Linked DNA regions of Mus musculus: regions 1, 2 and 4 are each linked to region 3. A link is a contact called in public HiChIP or PLAC-seq data. All regions are on one chromosome and are shown on one strand. The core of a region is the stretch at or near the end of the contact, and the rest is flanking DNA. Distances in the headings are between cores, read along the strand shown.

What was found. HiChIP or PLAC-seq counts read pairs in DNA pulled down with a chosen protein or histone mark.
Region 1: a FOXA1 HiChIP or PLAC-seq map of pancreatic cancer cells shows a contact between it and region 3. The contact joins two enhancer-like sites. A contact is called at or near these places in 3 of 115 datasets of contacts at active chromatin or transcription factors (the NIH/3T3 cell line, embryonic fibroblasts and pancreatic cancer cells).
Region 2: a FOXA1 HiChIP or PLAC-seq map of pancreatic cancer cells shows a contact between it and region 3. The contact joins two enhancer-like sites.
Region 4: a contact with region 3 is called in an H3K4me3 HiChIP or PLAC-seq map of bone marrow-derived macrophages, with 2.7 times the contacts expected there. The contact joins the promoter of Mrps14 here to the enhancer-like site in region 3. A contact is called at or near these places in 3 of 39 promoter capture datasets (the 3T3-L1 cell line and 3T3-L1-derived adipocytes), 2 of 15 datasets of contacts at CTCF or cohesin (both in the NIH/3T3 cell line), 35 of 484 Hi-C or Micro-C datasets (B cells, the C2C12 cell line, the CH12 cell line and 20 more), 5 of 115 datasets of contacts at active chromatin or transcription factors (the NIH/3T3 cell line, bone marrow-derived dendritic cells, bone marrow-derived macrophages and 2 more) and 1 of 9 other capture datasets (adipose tissue).

The regions. Positions count from the first base shown.
Region 1 is chr1:159,439,549-159,442,406 of GRCm38.p6, forward strand. No RefSeq gene overlaps it. Among named protein-coding and RNA genes, the nearest start is that of Tnr, 83 kb to the right of the region's middle. Within about 2 kb of position 1,448, at least 6 of the 459 cell types and tissues checked have an H3K27ac peak or open chromatin away from gene starts, as enhancers often do. A contact at or near this core is called in pancreatic cancer cells, where this site is marked.
Region 2 is chr1:160,370,254-160,373,223 of GRCm38.p6, forward strand. The region is part of intron 18 of Rabgap1l (RAB GTPase activating protein 1-like); the gene reads right to left. Among named protein-coding and RNA genes, the nearest start is that of Mir1927, 76 kb to the left of the region's middle. Within about 2 kb of position 1,633, at least 57 of the 459 cell types and tissues checked have an H3K27ac peak or open chromatin away from gene starts, as enhancers often do. A contact at or near this core is called in pancreatic cancer cells, where this site is marked.
Region 3 is chr1:159,887,961-159,891,110 of GRCm38.p6, forward strand. It overlaps Tnr (tenascin R), which reads left to right. Exons shown (of 23, transcript NM_022312.3): 13 at 297-416; 14 at 1,324-1,470. Among named protein-coding and RNA genes, the nearest start is that of Gm31348, 110 kb to the left of the region's middle. Within about 2 kb of position 1,636, at least 113 of the 459 cell types and tissues checked have an H3K27ac peak or open chromatin away from gene starts, as enhancers often do. A contact at or near this core is called in the C2C12 cell line, the NIH/3T3 cell line, adipose tissue and 5 more, where this site is marked.
Region 4 is chr1:160,193,608-160,196,503 of GRCm38.p6, forward strand. Mrps14 (mitochondrial ribosomal protein S14) reads left to right here and starts at 1,608. Exons shown (of 3, transcript NM_025474.4): 1 at 1,608-1,704. The coding sequence starts at 1,660.

The sequences.
Region 1 (2,858 bases), core at 198-2,697, 450 kb before region 3:
GTGACCTTTGTCTGTACAGGGCATTTAGAGCTCTTTTATTTTTTTCTTTTATTTATTTATTTTTCAAATTCCATCAGAGTCTGGAGCCTTTTCAAAAGCTATCTTGTTTCTGAATAATGTATATTGAATTCATTGACTCTACAAAAGGCAGAGTGGGGTCTTGGGATTATTTAGAAAAACCATACAAGGTGAGTCTAGACAGGCAAAAGAGAGCATTGCAAAATATAGGTATGATGGCGTCATGGAGAGACAGTCTCAGGTGAAATATAGGATTACATCAAAAGCGACCAGAATTTTTTTTATTCACTGGACTAATGTGGGTGAAGCTCTTTGTGCTGGATCCTGGCCCTGCTCGGATGAGCCACTTCAAGTCCCTGCTCTGGAGGAGTTGGCAGCTGATTCAAGTGGGGTCTGGTGACCATACTAACGATACTAACCTTATTACAGGATATCAGAGGATCCAGGGACCCTCTGAGAAATTTTAAGTAGGAGGGGGTGACTTGATCTGATTCTCATTCTACAGAGATATTCTGGAGGTCAGTGTAGAGCTGAGCTGTAAGGTGAGGAAGGGCTCCTGCAAACTCATTTGGATGCTCTTGTCATAGTCTAGCTGAGAAATGATGGGGCTCCAGGATCATCTGGAGCAGTAGGCATAGGGGGAACAGAGTTTTAGAAATACAGAGAGAGTGGTACTTGGAGGTTGGGGTTAAAACAATTGTAAATCCTTTTATCCTATGGTCTCAGAAGGTTAAAGAATCTATGTTAGGTCCTTTTAAGACTTGGCAGAGTCAAGATGTGACTTCTCTCTTTGGCTTCCTCCTGAGAGTTCCATCTATTACTTAGAAAGCAGCTGCCTTGCCTTTCAGATGAAGGTCCTGAAGTTATCACAGAACTTCGGGTGAGAAATTTTCTTCAAGACAGTTCCATCTAACATCCTGCATGTGACTGGCCCCCATCTTTAGTCTTCCAATCAAGAATGTTTACATACCTGAAGTTGAGGAAATCAACCTCTCCTGTGGTTGTACACCCTAGTCTTGGAAGCCTTCTTTCCAAAATGATACTTAGACTTGCCTTTGATGGATTGTCTCCATTGTTAGTTTTACTCTGGGAAACACCAAATGTAAAAACCAAACAAAATACAGGGCAGCTTAGAAAGCTCTGATGGACAACGAATTCTCATCCTAGAAGCAATATTTGATTAGAAGAAGGATATAAAACACTCCCATGGGACTCTCCCCTTCTCTGAGGAGAAAGGGAAGGGGAGTAGGGGGAGGGGCATGTGAGGGTAGGACTGGGTGGAGAGAAAGGAGTGGTCTGTGATCAAGCTGTCAAGTGATTAAATAAATTAATCAATGGGGAAAATAAACCCTTGTATGTTTGTAAGTACTAGGCAGTCAGGACAGGCAGGGTGGAGCACTTCTTCCTGTGTTGACTCACTGCAACTGCTCTAATCAAAGAGTAAGCCTAGCAAACATAGTGAGAGTATTTCACTATCTAAACATTGCGTTTGTAGACCACTCCCTTTATCAGCCATATCCTGCTCTTCTTGACACCTATGGTGATCCACCAAGACCTTGTTTGGTGCTGGCCATGTCTTATTTCTTCCCTCTGACAATGAGGATGAAGAGTTATCCCCAGTGATCTGCACCCTTGTCTAAAACCTCTGCAAGCAGACTAATTATCTACTGTACCAGCTCAGAGGCAAACACTTAATTGGTTGTAAAGGTCTGTGAGGTCATGACCTCTTACTAAACTCTTCCCATTAAGTTCTCATGTTTACACAGCACCACTAATTTGGCTCATCAGTCCTCCAGAAACTTCTTCACTTCCTGTATCTTTCTGGAAAGCTGATCTCTTTCTTGGGTTTGACTTGTGGTGTGTGTGAAGAGGCCTTTCCCTAAACCATCAGAACCAAGTATGTGATTGGTTCTTTTCCTTTCCATTCTCACACACTTGGACAGATATACATTTTCAGGTCAACTAGCCCTCTCCTCCCCAGGTCACCTGTGACTGGCTCCTTGGCTCTTCCTCTACCAGGCAATGGTACCCTGAAATATTGCTCAAAGGCCCCAGGGCCCCCTCCTTCTTACAGCCTGAACATATTACTACAGATGTTTGCAGCAGGGGGAACATCTGTGGAAAACCCTATGAAAATGTGGATAGTGATAAATTAAACAAATATGCACACAAGCCAGGTTTCAGAATACAGAGAAAACATGCCAGAAAAAAAAAAGAAGGATATGTGAAATAGGGGCAAAGAGAAACAATAACACAAAACACAAGCAGGCTGAGACATCAGAGCTTGGCATGGAGAAAAATGAATGCTATTAGAAATGAAGAGAGTGCCAGAGCCAGTCCACCAATGCTCCTCACACTGAGCTGACAGATTATAAACAAGAATAAAGAAGGGTTAAAGGAATATGTGATTACAGTACACGAGAAAAAAGTAACAAGATAAAGGAAGTCTAACGTAAATAAGATCTTGTCTATGGAAGAATACACATCTGAAGAAATTGTATGGAAATTATAAACAAAATCACAACAGTAGAAAGCTTCCCATTTTTTCCTTTTTTTTTTTTTTTGGTAAAGATTTTAATTTGTATAGGAGCTTCTCTTTCAGGATTAACTACCAGAGGAAATACTGCTGTTAAAGGTTTGCAGACAACAGATATACCATGTAAATAAAGAGAAGAGAAACATAACTTTAAACAGCCTAGATCTTACAGCCTAAACTATAGAGCAAGGAGGATTAAAATGGAGCTTATAAGATTCTTAAATCCAATGTCACGTATTTACACTCCAAGGCTTCAATAAGGAAAAAGAAACATGCACTCCTGAGTGACAAGGCTGGATACTGC
Region 2 (2,970 bases), core at 383-2,882, 480 kb after region 3:
ATTTAGCACTGCAAAGACATGTCAGGATATGTGTCTAGTCTGAGAACACAGCTAGAGTATTTCCAGCACATATAAGTTCTGAGTTGATCCCCAGTACCACTTACAGCAGGTATGGTGGTGAATCAGAAATTCAAGGTCATCTTCAGCTATGTATGAAGTTGGAGGCTAGCCTTGGGCAAGTAAGAACCTGTCTTAAAAACAATACACCATAGAGGCCAACCTCCTTCCTGGCCTCAGTCTGTTCTGATTTCTAGCCAGTTTGCCCTCTCTGCTCTCTCAGCAGAGTAGTCAGGAGGCCCCACCTGGCAAGAATTCATCTTTCTTCTTTCCTCCTCTCCCCTGTGTTCTTCATCTAGCATAGTGTTAGGCTGGACCCCTGTTCACCTCTGCTCAAGCTGGGAAACCCCAACTGCCCTTCTTCCCCCAACCCCTCTTGCACAGAAAAACAGAACAAAGGACTGGCTCTTAGAGCCCAGTACTCCATTCTTGGCAGCTGTCCCAACCTCCTCCCCTGATGCTGCCAGCCACCCAGATCCCCACCGAAGTGCTCAGCTCTTGACCATACTTGGGCACAGTCCCAGCTCCTGGCTGACACATCATCACCCCTCAACTAAGATCTTTTATAAAACTTCCCCCATCCCTAGGCCAGATGTGTGAAGTGACTTCCTCAGTCTCTTTCTCTGGGACTGATGAACAGGTCTGGGAGCATTGCCTAATAAACCTGCCTTTGTATCCTTTTAATATGGTCTAATCAGGCCTTCATCAGCATCACCCAGAGAGAGCAAATGCCTACCACATAGTATCTACTGCTACTCCTGGTATCAGGGGCTGAATAGAACACTCTTCTTCACAGGGTCCTCTAAGCTACTCTCTTCTTGGTCTCAGATTGTTAGCTCTCTTCTTCCTCAAATTTTTTCTACTGAAGTCACATGGCATTTGAGTTGGACATTTTTTTTTCCCTGAGACAGGGTTTCTCTGTGTAGCCCTGGCTGTCCTGGAACTCACTTTGTAGACCAGGCTGGCCTCGAACTCAGATACCCACCTGCCTCTGCCTCCCAAGTGCTGGGATTAAAGGCGTGCACCACCATTACCAGTCTTGGGCATAATTTTTATGTGTTTTTATTTCATTTCTTTTCTTATTATCTATATCTGTCTATCTATCAGTCTATCTATCTATCTATCTATCTAGTATTTATTTATTTATTTATTTATTTATTTATTTTTGAGACAGTGACTCACTATGTAGCTCTGGTTGGCTTTGAACTCACTATGTAGAGAGACTGACCTCAAATTCACAGAGATCCACCTCTCTCTGCTTTCAAGTGCAAGTTAAAACCATGTGCTTTATTTCTTTCTCCATTCACTGAAGTTTGTGAAAGGTCAGGCCAAGAGCTGGGGTGTATAGTCTTTTCTTTAGCTGGGATACTCACCTGGCAGAACAGTTATGAGTGGTAAACACTCTGGCTGTAGTTGTTAAGGTCACAACTTGTCTTGTCTGCAGTGGTCAGGCTGAAATTGCCTTTTAGTGAATTTCATGAAAGGAACCTGACTTTTGTAAATTCTGAACTTTCCCTCAATTGCTCAACTATCTCTTGCCCACATCTGTGGAGTGTGCTATTTCCTACTCATGTTAAGCATTCAGTTCTATCAGAATCTGGTTAAAGACACTTTGGTGAGTAATCCAGTGGTTTTCATTGCTGGCTATAGCATAGCTCCAAGTCCCAGGCAGTTGTTCTTAACTAGAACTTTAATGTAATCTGTGGCTCCTTAGTCTCAGGACTCTAAGCCTTGTAGACCATTCCATTGTTTCCAACACAGACATCCAAGTTACCTACACTCCATGACTTTGAAGTAACTAAATGGAGCCTTGGAATGTCTCCACTGGAGGAAGTGACTGTGTGGGATGAAGCTGGGATGACTGTATACTGAATGGTCATTGCAGTAGACGATGACAGATTATAATTATTCTCTATGAAAATGTGTTCTTCCTGCTGTACAGATTAGAACTGTAACAGGACATATGAATATTGAAGTACAGACTATATTTCCCAGTTTCCCCACAGTTGTGTGGCCATCAACAAAACTTTTGCCCAAGTAATATAAATAAAAGTGTAATATGGGGGGCTGGTGAGATGGCTCAGTGGGTACTGACTGCTCTTCTAAAGGTCATGAGTTCAAATCCCAGCAACCACATGGTGGCTCACAACTACCCGTATTGAGATCTGATGCCTTCTTCTGGTACATCTGGGGACAGCTACAGTGTACTTATTTATAATAATAAATAAATCTTTTTAAAAAGTGTAATATGTAATTTATTTGCTTAAACAGAAACTGCCTGTTCTCCACTACCTCTTCCTGTGACTGAGAAGTGGATGTGGGGGATGACCTAGCTTTAACATGCACATGAAGCCAATGCCTTAGTGGGCTGTGGAAGAAAACCATTCATAGAGCTGGAGTCTGAAAGAGGGCAGGGAGCTGGTACAACCACTTTTTAGGCAAAGCCTTTGCACTGGGCTCTGGGAGAGAGCATGCTATCTATTAAACCACCTTTTTATAGTTCCTCTTTCATATACCTTTATATTTAAAATTTTATATTTAAACTAAATGTATATATATACCTGTTACAGATAGCTGGTGATTGGGTGGAGAAAGAGGGGAAGGTGGAGCTGAAGGTTTTGGGAGAGAGAGGACTTCAGAGGAGGAGAAAATGCAAAGTGGAGTAGAAGCGCCTGGCCTGGAGAAACTGCAAGTTATAAGGGGACTCTTATATGGGGAAGATGGTACTGTAGTGGTAGATCTGCCCAGTCTAGGCACACAGCATGTATTCATATTAATTGAGTTGTGTTTTCATTGCCAGGGCTTACTTGGGTTGGAGATTTACCACAACATATACCTCCCAAATTTATAAATGCTAAAAATGGAGGATTTTATTCTAAATTTATTTAACTTTCCCCAAACTAAATTCTTACA
Region 3 (3,150 bases), core at 386-2,885:
CCTCTATTTGAAATAAAACACACAAACTTAAAAGGAAGTTTCTGGTTGGTCTAGATGGTAGTAGCTGTGGCACAGAAGTGTAGATCTTGCCAATTTAGCTTCCTGACTTTGGCCATAGCTACAATGTTATAAGTGTGACATCACACAGACTGTCATGTTAGGGATGCCCAGTTAGTTATGTAGGGTCATGCCTGCCTGAGGGACACTAGTGGATCAACAGAAATCTAGAAATAGATAGATATTCCACTTTCAAACTGTGCTTCTGTCTTTTCCCCACAACTCTCTGATCTTTGTAGGAATTGATCCTCCCAAAAACATCACAATTAGCAACGTGACTAAGGACTCCCTGACGGTGTCCTGGAGCTCTCCTGTTGCGCCTTTTGATTACTACCGAGTATCGTACCGACCCACCCAAGGTAATGATATGATTTTGTTTCTCAAACATAAATAAGGCTTGAAGTTGATTAGAGATTATTATGGGTGCATGATCACAACTACACAGCATACACCCTCATACCATACTTCCTCAAAATGAGAGTGTATTGATGAAGAACAACAGAGAAACCATGAGTTCACCAACTTCTCTCAAAATAGGCTCTCAAAATATCATCAAGAGAGCCAAACACTTTACCATGGGAAATAACTGGACACCGTTAGCTAGGCTGCGCAATGAAAAACAATGAAGTGAGGCCTAGATGGCTTTACCAAGAGCCAGTGCTACACATACTATGCTGAGCATAAAGTCTAAGACTAGAATCCTGGATATGGATAAAGACCCAGCAGAGCCACATGGAGCCCTGAAGGGAACCACAGTGATCCTAATTCTGCCATTGTAGCCAATGTATGAGTCAGAGAAGTTGGCCGAGAGCTTGCCTGCATACTGCCAGTTCTTGCTGGTATATGAGGCATTGTTAACAAAGTAGAGAGAATGTTCACTTCCAGCCAGAGGTAGGACAGTTTTCCAGGCTACCTTTCTCTGGGCTGCATAGGGCACTTTTTGCGGTGGCTCTGCCCACTCCACTTCCACTATACTGATATGCCCGCCTCAGAGAAGACCGGTCTGATAGAAACCTACATAATAAATAGCTCATTTACTTTTGTTCTAAAAAGCCCATAAGATGAAAGAGTGAGGCCAGCGTATAAGATCTATTTAAACTCCACCATTATCATTTATGAGTCATGTATCTGCCTTCCCTTCCCTATTGCATGCTGAGCCCACACCCATCTGTGCCTCATGACCCACTGTCCCAATGTACACTGAGCCATGGACCCACTGATAAGAGAGCTGTTGAACGTTTAGTGATGGATTTTGTTCTTCCTCAGTGGGACGGCTAGACAGCTCCGTAGTGCCCAACACCGTGACAGAGTTCGCCATCACCAGGCTGTATCCAGCTACTGAATATGAAATAAGCCTCAACAGTGTACGGGGCAGGGAGGAGAGTGAACGCATCTGCACCCTGGTGCACACAGGTAAACATGGCTCCCTTGCTGGGTGTCGGCTCAGGACATAAGCAGCAGCCTTGAAACAAACACAGGAAGCAGAGTGAAATCACTCCAGCGCATACAGTGGATACTGGCTCCGGGGCCTGAGACGCCATTCTTTGGCTCCTCTGACTCACTGTGTCCTTCAGGACAAGTTGTGGTTTCTCTCCCCACAGACTGTTCTTTCTAATTATAGGAGTTTGGTGAGTCACACTTGAGGAGGAGTCTTGCTCGTTCAGGTTCAGAATGTTCATGGAACTTCCTCTACGAAGAGCGCCCTTTCAAAGACGCATGATGGAGACAGATTCCACAGCAAACATTTGAATCATAGGATCTCTTTAAGTCTTGGGGGTTGAGGAAACTTCAGAAAAGCATTGTTATTCCAGTTTCAGGAAACTAGGGGTGGATTATTCATCATATACAGCCACCCCATAGGTGTATTGCCTTTGCTCCAGGGAAAAGGCTCTAAGTCCATCACCTGTATGAAGGCAGTAGAGGTGAAGGTGACCCTTTGTGGCATCCCCAGCTGCTTTCAGGAACACTATGTAGTTCTTGTTCTCCTGTAGGAAATGTCCTCTGTGTCCTCAGGCCCCTTCACAGAAGGAAGGTGGGGAAAAGAGATGGGCTTTAATATGAAAAATAGGGAGGAGAAAGTCTCCTACCATGCCTTTTTTCAGAAAACTGGCTCTTTGGATAAGCCTGAAGATAGGGCTCCTTTTCTGTAACTCCACTAGCCTCCCTTCTCTGGTCCTTAAGCAAGTATATCACATAGGATTAGCACAGATTTGCTCTAGATGGCAGTGGAAGGCACAGCCATCAGTTTCTATCCTCAACATCGAGAACCTTCTAGTTAAACCACAGTTTCCACTACACATAGGAAAACATTCAGCCTGCCTCATTAAGCGAACACCTGGATATCCCAACGCTGCTAAATTTCCCTAGAGATGGTGATTTCTGAAGGAGGAGAGTGTGCCTAAGGAGTCCTCACTGCTTTGTAAATACTCTTACAAGCGCCAAAACATTATCTATTAACACAGTGACCAAAACGTCATTCAGAAACATAAAAAGGTACCTTTCGTAGTCTCCCTCCTTCTGGTAGATGCACTATGTTTTGTCAGTGATCATTAAAGCAGGCAGTGGATAAACATTGACCAGAAGTAATGACCATTCAGCCAAGAAAGCCTGAAAATTCTGCCATATTTTCTCATTGAAAATCATAAAAAGGATTTCGAGAATATCGTGTTCCCAAGATAAGAGTGTTGTGACTCAGCCCAAAAGCTAACTCGTGTGATTCTTGGCCACAGGCAGCAGACATCACAAAAGCAGAAACTCAGCAGCACACCAAGCCACCCTGTCATCTTTCAAGTTAGTCAGACTGGTTCTGGTAACTTCCAGTCACTGTGCCACGCTCAGAAGTGTCTCCGGTTGTTCTTTTCAAGTCATCACAATAATCTTAAAACTTGTAGAATGACAGCTCCTTCAGGAGATGGTACACATCTCAGAAATCATCCAACCATAGACTCTAATAGGAGTTGAATTTAAAGACGTTTTTGAAAGCACAGATTATGAATAAAATTCAAAACACTGAATTGTAAAGTCTTTATTTCTTCTTGTTACTTTGGGATGAGGAACATAAGCAAAAAAAAGGGGGGGGGAGAAAGAAAAGAA
Region 4 (2,896 bases), core at 358-2,857, 310 kb after region 3:
TCTCAGTACACTCAAGAATAGAGGGAGAATGTAAACGGTCACATTGAATTTTAATCTTTCTGATTTTTTTCTGGACCTTTTAGGAATTCAACTCATGGGTCTGTGCAATAGTTTAATTGTATAAAACTCGCTTTTTAAAAGATTTGTTTATTTATTTATTATATGTAAGTACACTGTTGCTGTCTTCAGACACTCCAGAAGAGGGCGTAAGATCTCCTTACGGATGGTTGTGAGCCACTGAGTGATTGTTGGGATTTGAACTCAGGACCTCTGGAAGAGCAGCCGGTGCTCTTAACTGCTGAGCCATCCCTCCAGCCCTAAAACTCATTTCTTTTTTGTTTTGTTTTGTTGTTTTTTTGAGACAGGGTTTCTCTGTATAGCCCTGGCTGTCCTGAAACTCACTTTGTAGACCAGGCTGTCCTCGAACTCAGAAATCCACCTGCCTCTGCCTCCCGAGTGCTGGAATTAAAGGCGAGTGCCACCACGCCCGGCCCTAAAACTCATTTCTTACTCTATAGCCTATAAACATATCTTTCTGACTTTCAAGCCCCTTCCAGAAGTTTGGCTTTCTGAAATTGTAACACATTAGTGAAACTTTTCCTGTTTTTAATTGAAAAGAAATATTTTTATACAGCATATTTCCCCTCCCTCATCTCCTCCAAGATCTTCCCACTTCCCTTCCTATCTAACTCCCGATGAAAACAAACAGGCATCTTAAAACAACAGAAACATAATAAAAGAGTTTGCCGTGTACCCATATCTTGAGATGACTGTAGATGATGCCCAATTATGTTGTGTGTGGCGTGGGGGTGAGTGGGAATGAGTTTTAACCAGGGTTTGATGCTGCTTGCTGGTCTAGGACTTTTTAGATCTTAGTATGATGGCAGGGACTCCTGGTTGTCTTATCCTGCCAAATGGTTTCAGTCAGAGTTTCCCTAGCCCATTAGAAATGTTCACTAACTTGTAACGCTTAAAGAAAAAAACTCTCCTTCTTCCTGGGAGCTTCCTGTGTAAAGAGCCCAATGGGCTGTTCCTCACTGCACCCATCAACACATCTAGGAGACAGGCTAGGAAGATGGCAGGAAAGTGCCCTGTACTAAAGGGAAAACAGCAGGCACATGCACACACACCACTACCGCCGTCCAACCCACAGAGACAAAAACGTAAAACCTATACAACCTTAATACAGATATGATATAATATAATAAAATAAATATAATATATATAATATAATACATATTTAAACCCTTGGCGTGCAAGCAGAAACTCTATCAGGGCCACTACCATCTTCTTTACAGCAGAAATGTGACCAGTGCCAGTTCTGCAGGATGAGTGACAAATGCTGCCAAGCTTCCGCCGGGTGGCGCCAACGCGCAGAACACAGGCGCAGGCTGGGCGGGGCTGGGACAGAGGAACAGCAAGGGCCAGGAGAGATCGCGCAGGCTCACTATTCTCCTACTGCCTAAGTGGGCGGTCCGCATGGATGATTTGCTTATCTATGAAATAACGCGAGAGTTATTTCAAATCCCGCACCTACCCTCTCCCTCTCTATAGGCTAAATCCTGCCCTGGACCCGCCCTTTGGGGCATAAGCCCCGCCTCCACAGAACCTGTTTCCGGTGTTGTACTGCGGCGGTGGTTGGCTGGCTGGGCAGACAACATGGCGGCGTCCGTGCTAGGCTCGCTGCTGCGGACCTTCCGGCAGGTCAGGCCCCTGCCTTTCTCGCCAGCCTACCCCTTCCCTGATTTCCGTGTCCTGTGGGTCCCTCGTAACCCTGTCACCTGTAATGCGCACGGAGGACCGATCCCAAGGCTCCTATCTGCTTTCCCGTCCTGGCTAGGTTAGGAGAGCCCAGAGCAGCAGTCGAGGGCTTGGTATTCAGGTGTGATCCGTCATGTGAAAGCTGCGAGAATGACTCCGGGTTATAAGGAGCCGAGTGTGAGTGGAGAAGAGAGGGGAGAGTCGGATGATTGAGACCTCAGAGGCTCCGATTATGCAAAGAGACTGTAGGGAACTAGCTGTCAGCCAGTGGTGGCTTGGAAGCAGGTGGTGACAATTTCGAATGGGGAGCAGGCCATTCCGCTAAAGCAGAATTAGTTAAAGGAAGGGCCGAGAATTGGCTGTAGAGTTAAGGAGTGGGAGTGTTATGATGCGGATAGAAACTGGAACGAGCAGCAAAGGACGTTGGAGAAGTCTTGGATAGTTTTGTTGGGGAGGGGTGTCAACTAGAGGGAGACCTGGGTGGACCTGGGTTGTTTTTTCTTTACTGTGACATTGCGTCATATCTGTATATTAGAGTGGGGGAACACTGATATAAAGAATAGGGAAGAATCGCTGGAGATCTGCCTTTTTTTTGCAGGCAAGAGGTGATATAGTCTGTGTATGAATTTTGATTTTAGGAATGTGGTTAAGTCATGAATAGCAGTTTCGTCCAGTAGAATTGTAATGCAAACCACAAGGATAATTTAAATATTTTCTAATATTTATATTGAAGTTTAAAAAGGAGGTGCGGTTAATTTTGATAGATATTTTTAGTCAGGTCTATCCTTATCCTAACAAGTCAAAATTAGAATGACTTATGTGACATTTGCATTCTTCTGTTGGAAGCAGGTTTCAAAGTCTGTGTATCTGACACTTAAAATATATATATATCGCAGTTGGGATGCTAACTTTTGCAGTTGGACCAAAACCAAACTTTTAAGCGAGTTAATACCAAGAATTATGTCCCCACTTGTACTGCTTACAGTTCCAGTGCGTATTAGCTGTATCCATGGTTCATGGCCACTGTAATGGACAGAGGTGTCATATAACCAATGAGAGGGGTGTAGAGTGTAGTACAAATACTGCCGAGGGGGCACAGGTATGGTAGTGGGAGTTTGGAAATTCTCTCCAGATT